Linked DNA regions of Hordeum vulgare: region 1 is linked to region 2. The links are chromatin contacts, called in public Hi-C maps. All regions are on one chromosome and are shown on one strand. The core of a region is the stretch at or near the end of the contact, and the rest is flanking DNA. Distances in the headings are between cores, read along the strand shown.

What was found. A called contact is a pair of places that touch in the nucleus more often than the background predicts.
Region 1: a contact with region 2 is called in a Hi-C map of an unstated tissue, with 6 times the contacts expected there. The contact joins the promoter of LOC123430409 here to the promoter of LOC123426979 in region 2. A contact is called at or near these places in 3 of 6 Hi-C or Micro-C datasets (leaf, seedling and an unstated tissue) and 1 of 1 datasets of contacts at active chromatin or transcription factors (embryo).

The regions. Positions count from the first base shown.
Region 1 is chr2H:521,569,209-521,575,024 of MorexV3_pseudomolecules_assembly, reverse strand. LOC123430409 (protein DCL homolog, chloroplastic-like) reads left to right here and starts at 1,943. Exons shown (of 1, transcript XM_045114277.1): 1 at 1,943-2,849. The coding sequence starts at 2,077. The coding sequence ends at 2,619.
Region 2 is chr2H:521,250,507-521,256,983 of MorexV3_pseudomolecules_assembly, reverse strand. LOC123426979 reads left to right here and starts at 3,621. Exons shown (of 4, transcript XM_045110900.1): 1 at 3,621-3,908; 2 at 4,719-4,971. The coding sequence starts at 4,811.

The DNA.
Region 1 (5,816 bases), core at 694-3,193, 320 kb before region 2:
TATGTATGTGCTATGTTACCGTGCTTGCGAAATGCTTAGATGCGTTTCTTTCCTCTTTGGGGCCTCGTTCCCCTAAACCGGAAAGGGCCGCATCTTAGTCGTTACATTGCCCCAACCTTGTTTGTACGGGTTCGGTCACCGCCCTCAAGGGCCCTTAGTGGAATCACGACATCTTGCATTGTGCGAGGGCGTGAGGAGATTACGATGGCCTTAGTGGCATCTTGGGGAGCATTGTTCCTCCACACCGCTCCAAACGGAGTTTAGCATCCGCAAGGGTGTGAACTTCGGGATACATCATCGTCTCCACGTGCCTTGGTTATCTCTTACCCGAGCCCTTTACTTATGCAATTTATTTTGTGATAGCCGTATTGTTTCTTGTTATATACTATCTTGCTATCACTTAGTTGTTTATCTTGCTTAGCATAAGTTGTTGGTGCATATAGATGAGCCTAGTTGTTTTAGTTTTGTGCTTGACAAATTAAACGTTAGTTTTATTCCGTATTCGTTCAAGCCTAAATCCTCATTATTTTAAAGCGCCTATTCAACCCCAAGCGACATCCACGTCCTTTCAGAAACAGTATATGCGGTTGCCCCTGGAGTTGGCGTAAATTACTTGCACAATGCTACCAGCGACCAGCCCACCAATCCGATCGAAAAGAAAGCAGCCATTCCCTCGTCTCGAACTCCCGATAAGGTTTCCGTCGCCGCCGCCACTCTTCGATCTTCCGTCGCTGCCACTCGACCCGTCGCCGCTGCCACCGACCTGCCCTCACCGGTCTCCTCTGACGAAGGGTGCCGCCGCCGCATGTCCTCCCCTCGACGCTTCTCCACCGCTCGCTCACCGTCTTGACGTGAGACAGAGAGAGGGCGTGCGCGCCCCGTCCCCGCTCGCTCGCCGTCCCGGAGGGCCTCGATAACAACGGCATGGATGGAGCTAGCCCCTCCCCGCCGCCGCTGCCACTCGACCCACCCTCGTCGGTCGCCTCGGACGCCATGCCTCTCGTTTCCAAGCATCCTCTTGTCTTTGCTCCTCTTGTCCGTCGAGCTACCGGATGGACCTCCGACGGCTCGCCTTCTCCCATGCATCTCTATCAAGCTTGCATCGGCCACCTATTGGGACGGCTCCCGCGTTGGCAAGCTCGCCCGCAAGGTGTTCGGGCTATTGCCTGCATGCCCCTTTTTTTTCTTACAATCAAGTTTACACTGAGGTTTGACTTTCCGCACATCTAATTGTGATATTTGTATGAAAGACAATGATGTTCATAATTGAGATATCGTAGAAATCACTTTCATGTTCATATTTGTGATCAAGGGTATTACACACTATTCAAAAGTGAATGCAGATATAAGCTAAAATGATAGAACCTAAAATGAATGGATGACTTATTTTCATCACAGCTTCTCGGTGGCTTATTCCTATCACCTCAAAAGAACGGCCCCTAACTGATGTTTGCGCTTCGTGTTCGGTTGGACCGTGTAGAGCCGAGTAGTTGCTTTAGAGGGTGTTTGGTTACAGGGACTTATTAGGGACTTAGAACTTATAAGCCCTTTTAAGTCTCATCCAAACCAAACAGAAGGAACTTATACAGACTTAAAATGGGTATTTAGGACTTATGAAAAATACTCTTAAAGAGGGACTTATAGGGATTTATAGTTGTAATATGATCTTTTAGTCCTTGTTAAGTCCTAGAAACCAAACAGGTAAGAACTTTTTAGGGACTTAGGACTTATAAGTTGGGACTAAAAAAGTCATAGGACTTATGAATCAAAGAGGACCTCAATCGGGCTTATTTTGGGCTTGATCCGGGGCTTGAGCTTTTGTCGACTGACCTTCCGAAATTACGAGAGGCACCCACGTGTATGGTGGTGCGTGTACATGCACGTTTTTTTTTTCCTTTTGAAATTCATCATGCCCGTCCCCGTCGTCGAACAAAGCGACAATCCCGTCGGCCGTCTTCTGTGCCCGCTCCGTCCCCTCCGCTGTGTAGCCACAGGGATAAGTTTCTTCCCGGAATAGATACCACCAATCAACCCCCTCACGCACCCATCCACCCACACCACCACAAAGGGGGCGGCATGGCTCTGGCCGCCGCCGCCGCCGTCGCCGTACCGTTCCTCCTCTACGCCCGCCTCGGACCGCGCTCCGCGCTGGCGCTGTCCCCCCGCCGCCTGCTGTCCTGCTCCACACCCGCATACGAGCCCCGCCAGTCCGCGCGGCCGCCGTTGTCGAAGCAGCCCGAGCCCGAGTCCCAGGTGCCGTGGAGGGCCGCGGAGGCCGAGATCCTCCGCGACGTCGGCCCCGTCGTGCAGCTCATCAAGGACATCCTCCACTCGGACAGATACGCAGACGGCGAATGCCTCGGTCCCGCGGACGAAACCGTCGTTGCGCAGAAGCTCCTGGCCTATCATCCACGCGCGGAAGATAAGGTTGGCTGCGGGCTTGACGGCATCATGGTCGACAGGCACCCGCAGTTCAGGAAGTCTAGATGCCTCTTCGTCGTTCGCATGGATGGCGTCTGGATCGATTTCTCCTACCAGAAGTGCCTCCGTGAGTACATCCGGAAGAAGTATCCGTCGCATGGGGAGCGATTTATACGAGAACATTTCAAGCGAACCTGAAGCCTAGTTTAGCTGATCATTTAGTAGTGGGTGCAAAGATGATGTATGTTTTGAAATCCCTTGTTTATAGTATTATTGAGCCCCTCAGCTTATGTTTGATAGGCATCCGGAGAAGATGTTTGCTTCTTTATATCAGCTTCTTTGGGCCTTGGTCCAGAGCTGGGCTACTTTCTTTTTTGACTGGCGTATGTGATGATTTATTGAAGGAAAAAGGGCGTTGAAGGTGTTGAGCGGTCGTTTCCAGCTTACTGTGATGCCTCTGGTTCAGAGGGTCAGTTTCAGCAAAGTCATCCATCCACTTTACCAAGGATTGTCCAAGCGTGCTTATGGATGAAATCAAATTTGTTCTGGAGGTTTGTGGAACAAGGTGCAGGGTTGGGTGGGAAGGATGCCATCAGCAACGAGGAAAGAAGTAATGATCAAATACGTGGCTTAACTTGTGCCAAAACTTGTGCCATTAGCTAAGAGGTGCTTGGATACGTTTTAGTCCCACGACTAAAAGTAATGAGACTAAAACTTGCTAACCTCATTCATGTTTGGATCCAAATACTAAAAAAACTAAAATCAAGTTAATGAACAATTATTATCCTTCAAAACCTTCAACCCAGAACTCGTCTGTGTTAAAGGAGAGGAGTTAAATGAGGAGAGAGGGGACTAATCCACATTTTAGTACGGGTACCTCTGACTAACTTTTTTTTAGTCTAAGACTAGTTTTAGCCTCTTTTTAGTCAAGTATACTTGAAATTTTAGCCTTTTAAAAAGACTATTTTTAGTCAGACTAAAATAAGTCTTTTGGATCCAAGCACCCTCTTACTCTCTCCGGTAGGAACTTTCATTAATCAAATGAGATGATTACATTCAGACTTAACTATGCTATCATCGGGAAAATTTCGTAGCCAACAAGTAGCTCGTTGTTGCACCCGTCCCATATAGGCAAGGGTGTGCCTAGCCACATTAGCATGCCGACTGATCTTAGCTAGATTAATGTTCCTCTCACGATCCAGGACCATTCTGATCTCACTAACTCGGTACGCGTAACGCGATCTATCAACATCCATCGACTGAATCAATTGCAGCAGTTCGGCACGGTGTGTTTCCACCACCAACGATAGGTTTGACCACTGGAGAGCCAGTCCAAGTCCTTCATCCATCGCAGCCATCTCAGCTTCCAGGGCATCGGCACAATTAACGAGCACACGCGTCGCTGCAAAAATAATCGCACCTTCATGGTCACGGAGAATCATTCCCGCACTAGCCGAGCCGTCCTCTTTGAGAAAAGCACCATCAATATTCAGCTTAGCGTGAGCAGCATCAGGGGCAACCCATTGTGTCTTTGGATTTATTTCATGTATGGCCTATCGTGGAAATGATCTTGACAATACTATCAGGGATACAAGCGAGGGGTGAAGCTTAGCTACACGCGGTGGTTCTAGTTCGGACCCTATTCGGAAATGATAACGACCCTATGTTTCACTTAAATTTCAATGGTATTTAAGTGTGCCAACTTACTCGGGAATGGAACGACCCTACGTCTCACTTAACATCGAGTTTGCGCCAACTTACTCTAATCGTATTTGAAACTTCTAAGAGGATTGTGTTCTCACTCAAAATTTCAATGGTAGGAAGTTTTGGTGGGGGCGTAAGGTACGGAAGCGAGTGATTGCCCCGGTTCCTAAGGCCTCATTTGGTTCATAGGACATGAATATCGTAATAATAGAAAATCATAAAAAGTGTGGTAACATGTGTCTCAATTTCTATAGAAAAATAGATATCACTTGATTCTTAGGAGTTAGGATAGATTTTTTTCTTCATTAGGTCTAGGCTACTGTTTCCCCCCTTGATATGTAAACGATTTGTTCCTATTCTACATATGAATAGGAATTCATTCATACAAACCAAAGGGCTTCAAAGGAGATTTTTCCTACAAAATTCGTGTCATTCGAATTCCTACAAAATACTTTTAAACCAAAGGAGGCTTAAGTACATAGATGGGATTAGTTTCAGAGACACCGAGATTGATTTTGCCTTGCTTACTCGTCAGACATGAAGGATTGTGCAAAAACCTCAGATATTGAGCACCCAAGTCATGCACTGTCAGGATCTGCCCTTTCTTCATAATGGGTTGGGGCTCACCCATCAAAAGTCCGGAGGTCAATTTCGGAAGGTACGGATATTTTGAAACAATGATTTAGGTCTTTTTGGATTGTAGGAATTTTGCAGGATTTTTGTAGGAGTACAATATACTTTGGAATTTTCCCCAAGGAATGACTTTGGATCAAAGAAGTGGTATCATGCACTTATCAAGCTACATCGGTTACTTGTTCATATATCATGCTACCAATGTATCATCGTGTCATGCACTTATGAACTGCACTATGGTAATGTGTGTCTTGAGATATTTTTGACGAGGAAATTGTTGAGCACATGCTATGAAATGAGATGGATGATCCGAAGCAATGGAGAATCTCTATGATTGATACCCTCACGCATCATGATTTTGTGAAAATGATGGTTACCGTGTGGGCGATCTAGCAAGCACATCAGAAGATCATTCATGAGGATGAGTACTAATGCACTCTATACATTCTCGTTCAACCTTTATTTCCTTGAGGACTTGGAAGTGTCATATTTTGTGTTGGCCCCGACGAAAATCCTCGGTGCCTTCCATGAATCTGCACAGGTGGGTTGTGACGTTGGAAGGCTTTGTTAACCTGAACGCTGATGGTGTCGAGCGGGGAATAAAGGTGTTGTTGGGTATGTGTGTAGAGATTAAAATGTTAATTGTATGTTGCATTGGCTAGGGTGATGAAAGAAATGCTAAACCCGATTACACTTGAAGCTATTGGATGTTTTAAGCCCGTATGTAATGCTCAAAGATCTTGCGAAAACCAAAATATCCTTTGCTTGAGACTGTGCAGAGGTCGTCACGTGTATTTGCGGACGATGACTAAAATTATCCAAGCCTTGAGACTATCAAAGTCGTATCATTGGACCCCTCTAGGACAACACAAGGTGTTAGAAAATTAGGCAAGACCATAATTAATTCCAGTAAACAATTCATGACTAGAACCAAAACTAGCATGCAACAATTTAGTAAAGTAGATATGAACATCAAGATATGCACATCATCATCTCACACAAAGTAGCAACCACATATAGAGATATTAACAGATCACGAATAACGTATTGCTCGTTAG
Region 2 (6,477 bases), core at 2,372-4,871:
GCCACGACGAGCGAAAGGGAACCAAGGCGGCAAGACGGAAATGATGCCACGGCAACATTCCTACCCCGATACTCAACGAGATATCGTGCCAACGTATACGAAGCGTGTGCGGAAACGTTAAATAAAGGTGGGGTGATCCCGATTACCGGGTTCCCATGTGTCGGGGCACAACAAAAAAGGTACACGTGCAACGGGCAACATTCGACGCAAACATGCATTCATCTCATACATCACATGCACACGGTCACGACAACGTTCCATCGGTATACCTTCGACGCGTGCGAATCGGAGGGGAACAGATCGGTGCGGTGTGAACATATGTCGTCGTCGTCGTGGAAGTAGTCGTTCCCGCGCCGGTAGTTGAAGTAGTGGTACATGGTCTTCGGCGACGGTAGTTGTACACGCTCCATAGATGTCCGGGCGTCGTCGAGGACGTCGTGGAGGTCAAGATACACGGTTGAAGAGGATCTTGCTGAATCCAAAGCCACGGACGGTGAAGGCAGGGCAGGGCGAATGGCCAACGGGACGAGGCCGACCCACAAGCACTAGAACAGGTACGACTCAGGGGTTCCCGCGCGGGCGGTCAACATGCTGCTCTCGACTGAGAACAGGAGCGGTAGCAGGGCACCAGCAACGATTGTGCAAGGGGCTGTGGTGGTCCAAGGCTGCTGCAGTGCTGCTAGGGATGCGCGAGGCGCGACGGCCTTGGCAGGGCGGCAGGGTTCGTGCGAAGGGAGCTCAGGCTGCAGGTGGAGTGCAGCACGAGCGAGGTCCTGCTGGCGGCGGGGCGAAGCCATGCGAGGGATGCGGCGTGGAGGCAAGCTCAGGGGCCGACGAGGGGGTTAGCTGCGGGTTGGCCAGAAGAGGCACTAGGAAACTCTGGCGGGGTAGAGGATCTCGGCGCACGCAGAAGGGATGCGGCGGCGCTAGCTCTGGTGGCCGGAGGGGCTGAGGAGAGTCATGGAGAGGGGGCCTCACGATGCGGGAAGAGGGAGGCACCGCAAAAGGCTGTCAACCATGGGGGTCGGGGCCTCCTTTGTGGTCTCGTGCGAGGGGCGCTGTGTGGCGGCGGGCACGGGAACGAGAGGGGATCGGGAGGAAACGCTGGGAGGACGAGGAACACGGGATCGAGGAGGAGAGGCATCGGGCCGGGGCGCTAGGGCAGGGGGGAGCTGGGCCTGCTCCCTCCCCATATTAGGTTTTTTTAAAACTCTTAAAACAGAAACCTTTTTTTTAAATAAAGAAAGGCTTTTAACAAAGAGAAAATAAATAAATAAATAAATAAAAATGCCTTTGCTCCTTTAAAAATACACCCCAACTTTAAAAATAGTTTGGGCATTTTTAAAAGAAATAAAATAAAACCTTTTGAAGAATTAAAATTAAAACCCGTTTACAAAAGAATAAAAAAATCAAACCCCTTTTATAAATAAAAGCGTCTCTAGTTTTAAAAAAATAAGGAAGGAAAAAAATAAAGCAAAACCTAGGGGTTTCCCCCACATTTAATAAAATGATTTTCTTTAAAAGAAGACGAATCTTTATTTTTTAAAAAATAGGGGTTAAAACGGAACTTTAGCAAAACCAAAAAAACGAAATAAGAGGGAGAGAGAGGAAGAGTTCCTATCGCACTAAGACTCGGTGAGCACTCGAAGCACACACACTCAAAACACCACACACGACAGACGATGCAAGATGCCATGCATGATGCGACGATGCAAACTAAATGATGATGCAACAAATAAAACTAACCACACGACGGAAACGGAAATAAAGGGGAATCTTCTGGGGCGTCGGCATCGGGCTGTCACAAACGCGCGGACCCATTTCCGGCCCAAATTTGGGACTGAAATACGCCGGCGCGGACGCAAAGCGCATGCGCGTGCGCACTCTCGGTGTCCGCCTCAATTATCCGCGGTCAACAGAATTAATGATGACCGCCCTCCCCGGGCCCATGCGTCAGTGACTGCGGTCGGCCTTTTTTAATCCGAGCGTGCAGTGGGGTTCGGCCTCATCTGCTTCCAGACCTCCGTCCCCATCTCGCCACCTCTCTGCTCCCTCGTCGGTGACCAAACCCTAGCCAGCAGCCATGGACGGCTTCTTCGGCAAGAACAAGGGCAAGGCCCCCGCCGTCCATCCCCGCGGGCTCGCCACGAGATCATCATCCCGCCGGCCTCGTCAGCGGACCAACGTCCTGGTTCACCAAGCGAAGTGGCGCTGGGAGCACCGCATCTCGCTGCTGTACCTGTACATGACCCTCCGCACGACTGGCATCTGGATCTGAAGAGGATCCCGGTGCCGGCCGTGCTACGGTTGGCGCGGACGTACGCGGAGGAGGTGAGTCGCCGGCGGCGGCAGCTGATGCCGGAGCAGCGGCTCAACCCCATCTACGTGGCCGACTCTCCCCACCGGGAGGTCTGGTTCGCGTTCGAGTATGAGGAGCAGCGCCGACGCGGTGTGCGCGATGTGCAACCAGACCCTCCGCCGCCCCAGCCAGTTGTTCACGACGAGGACCAAGAGGCGGAAGCCGCCTATCAGGCGGCGCTCGCAGCCGTGCTCCTCGATAGCGAGGAGGAAGAGCGGCACAAGGCCGAGGAGGAGGATGCGACATACGAGGCACAACTCGCGGAGGCCATCGACCATCTCGCTGTCCGCCGCCGCCGCCGTCGACGTGCCGCCTCCGTCGAAGAGCGAGCCGCAGCTGGAGGTCTACCAGTGGACTGGCTGCCTCCGCGAGTGGGTCAGCGCGCCGCCCATCTGGTTGAGCGCGACACCACAACAGGAGGCCTTCTACCTCCAGTACTGGAGGGCGTTGCACCTGGCGGAGGAGCGTGCCGACGGCGCACGACAGATGAAGCTGGAGTGGGAGGCAGAGGAGGAATGGCTGGAGATGAAGGAGGAGGAGCGCGCCCGTGCTACACTGCCACCGCCACCAACACAACCCACACCGGCGGGACATACGAGGGAGGCGCGGGCAGCGACGCTCTGGAACACGGCGTTCCCTTAGACCGGCCCTGCGCCGATGCTGGTTGACCTCACCGTCCCCGACGTCGACGACGAGGACACCTAGGGCAGCCGCATAATTTAGGTTTTTTAATGTTTAATTAATATAATGGGGACCCGTGGACTCTCGCCGGATTTCATGACCGACTTTAATATTTAATTAATGTTTATTTTTATTTTTGAAAAATGTTTGAATTTTTTTCATGCGCCGTCAAAATAGATCGGGGCAGCGTTGGACGCATACGTCGAGCCAAACACAGAAACGAACGTTCGTGTCCGGCAGACCGACCCGAACGAACAAAAAACAAACAAAATCACAGTCCGTTCGGATCGACCGGTTCTAGTTGCTCTTATACGGTAAAAATGATATGCGCTCTCTCGCTCATTTTCTCCCATGTATACGTTGTACGTATCTCCGTGGAGCTGCAGTTACCAGTGTCTAGTGGTAGACCCCTCATTTAGGTTGGCTGAGAACCAGATGCCTCCGGTGTGCGAGTGGTTGGTGTTTCCTTCTCTTCCTTTTCCTTTCACATCACCGCTAATTTTACTCACTCCACCATTGCTGGGTGGAAATGTCAAAGAGAAAAGCATATACTATCGCTGAGTGGAACTACTAACCAGGAGAGAGAAGGCGAGATAGATTAGGTGGTAGTCTGACTCCGCACGCTTCTCCCCTCCCCCTCCCCCTTCTCTCGTCTCGTCCCCCTCTCCCTTCCAAATCGAAATCCCCCACCCATACTGAGCCAGTGAGCTCCACACTCCTCCCCAGCTCGCCCCGGCGTCCCGGCACCGGGTGGATCTGTCAGGGCGCGGGCGCGCGTGCGCGGCTTGAGGAGCAGAGGCGAGGACTTTCCTCTATCTTGCCGTGATTTGCTAGCCTGTTCTTGAGATTTCTCCGCTTGGATCGACCCGTGAGTTCCTTTTCCTGCCTCTCACCCCCTGTGCAGCTCTCCTCTTTCTTCTTCTCTTGCGACGGTAAGGGCGTGGACTGTGTGTGGATCTCCTTTTGGATAATTTCCTTCTTCTCGCGCTGTTCATGCTGGATCTTAGCTATTTCTCCTTTGATGCCCATGTTGGTCTTGATAATTAACCACACGGAGAAGATTCTTGGTCTGCTTCCTGCTCGCCTTTCGTAGATTTGGTGCAGATTATGCCCTTTCTTTCTAATTTTGTGCTTTGCTAGCTAGGTAGCGCTACTTTATTTTCACAGGCTGAAGGAAAAAAAAAATCCCCTTTTGGGCCAGAGAGAGGCCGAGATTATGCAGCAAAATCCTTGTGTTGATTTCCCACCACATATGTTCCCTGGTTAAACTACCCCTCCCCCCTCCCTTTCTCCATTTTTCTGTCTATTTATTTCCCCATCAACCAAGCAGTACCAGATAAGCTAACCTCATGTGCTTAGCAACTGTTCATCTCTTGTTACCTCATACTGCTTTGTGCGAATCCTTGCAGGAGCTGTGTGATCTGTGTAAGCTTCCCACTAATCCACTTCTTGATTTGCCCACCAACCCACTTGTGCTTGGGACTACTGATATTTCATGTGGTTTCGTCTTCGACTAATCTAAGAGCAACCCGTCTTCCATTCCTCCCCTTCTCTTCCCCTCTCCACTCCAATCACTCCTGCATCTCCCTTCCACATAAAATGACACGATAGATTCCCCAAGAAGAGCTCGTCTGATGGGTGGACATGAAATAACATGGGTCTTGGTTTCTGTTTGCAGGTGCCTGATGAGGTAGTTGGGGGCAGCCAAGGAAGCAAAGGTTCTTGCTTTCCACCGGGTGAACTTACTACCTCGTTACATTCACCAGATCGATGCTACCAAGTGATCATCCTTCAGGCCCCTCGTGCTCCTCCCAGTCTGTGGTCCGGGTTGTGGGTGCTGATCCAGGGACGTTCCACGCCGCCGACTTGCCGGAGTCGGCAGGCCAAGGTCCTGTGGATCTTGTCCCACCGTGCCCCACCTTCTCCATAAGGTGAGAAATAAGAGGGACCTTTCTGATTACTGGTTTAGTACCTTCTGATATGGTTTAGCAGCTCGGGGTTTATTATCTTCTTAAAATGGTTGATTTGCGTCTTTCCGTTTATCATCTTCTTAAAATGGTTGATTTGCGTCTTTCCAAAGGCACGGATTAATTATTGGGTGCAGCTTTGAGGGGTGGAATCGATGATTGGGCGTGCACTGTTGCTTTCATGGGGTTAATCTGTGTTGTTGTGGTGGGTGTCTGACTGGCTATGGGATGAGGCTGTTGGCTGTGGGTGTGGGGGGAAAGGATCCAAGAAACTGAAACATGCAAAAGGGATTCCTTGTTCCAGGAATCTAATTTGACAGCTGTTTGCAGCTAACGTTTCCTTTTATTTCTTTCTTCTTATCTTTTTTCCTACTTAGTGATGTTATGCTGTAAATAGATAGGGTGATTGTAGTTCCTTGTTGATGTTTTCCTCTCGTTTTTCTTCCTTTTGACATAGTCCAGCTGACCATTACTGAAGCCGTTTGGATACTATACGTGGCATATATGATTTACTGGAGAAGAAGTGTCAGTGCTTCTGGTTAGTAGTGTGGGGGTAAAAGCAAGAACTGGGTTAGCCTATTGGATGCGGTGTGGTGGATTCTATTAAATGTGATGGCAAATTAATGTATATGACGTATTTTGAGAGCGTAATAAGACACCCATTCTTGAATCTTGTTTGGGAAGTGTGGGTGCCGTAGAATTGCTGGTTCTTCAGCTGGTTGTTCAGGCAGGAGCAGATCCCAACGGTGGATGTGCGAAAAGCCATCCCGTGTGACGGAGCCACAGTACGGCCAGCTTGTGCAGCTGCTCCACCGGAGGAGTCTCCATTAGTATAATCACTGCGTGAGGGTTTGAACGTCAGTTCTTATGGGCATTCTTTCACCGAGAGTGCAACTATCAGACCTTGCCCCGGCCCGACAAGCTGACTCCGCCACTGGGCATCCCTAATGACAAGTAGTTTCTGCAAAAACACCTTGGAGACTACGTGCCATTTTCTGGTATGTTGCTCATTTGCATGTGCGGTGTGATGAAAGATTGCAATCTGGTCTGTCTCCTCGCATGCGGCTATGGGCAAGTGCCAATGGCGAACACGCCACAAAGGAACACAGCTGGTTTTATTTTAGAGCGAGCTGATAGCGGTAGTGGGATTCTTGTGGGATAGCCAGCGTCCATGTGAGAAATGGGTGGGGACTCTTGGACTTGCCTCTTCTGTCAGGCTCTGTATAGTCTTATCTTTTTTCTTCCGAAGTCGCAGTGTCTAAACACCCACCACCTCGTTCCAAGTGTTTCAGTGTTTACGGTATTCTAAAGAGGAAGGTGCGGCTGTGTTGTTAAAGAAAGATAAATTCCCTTGCGACCGTGACACTTTGAAATTTGTATTATAGTTCAGGTTGGCTTACTTGGTCATTAATTCATCTTAAACATAAATTCAATTTTAATCCGAATCATTTGAACAAAATTTATTGAAAT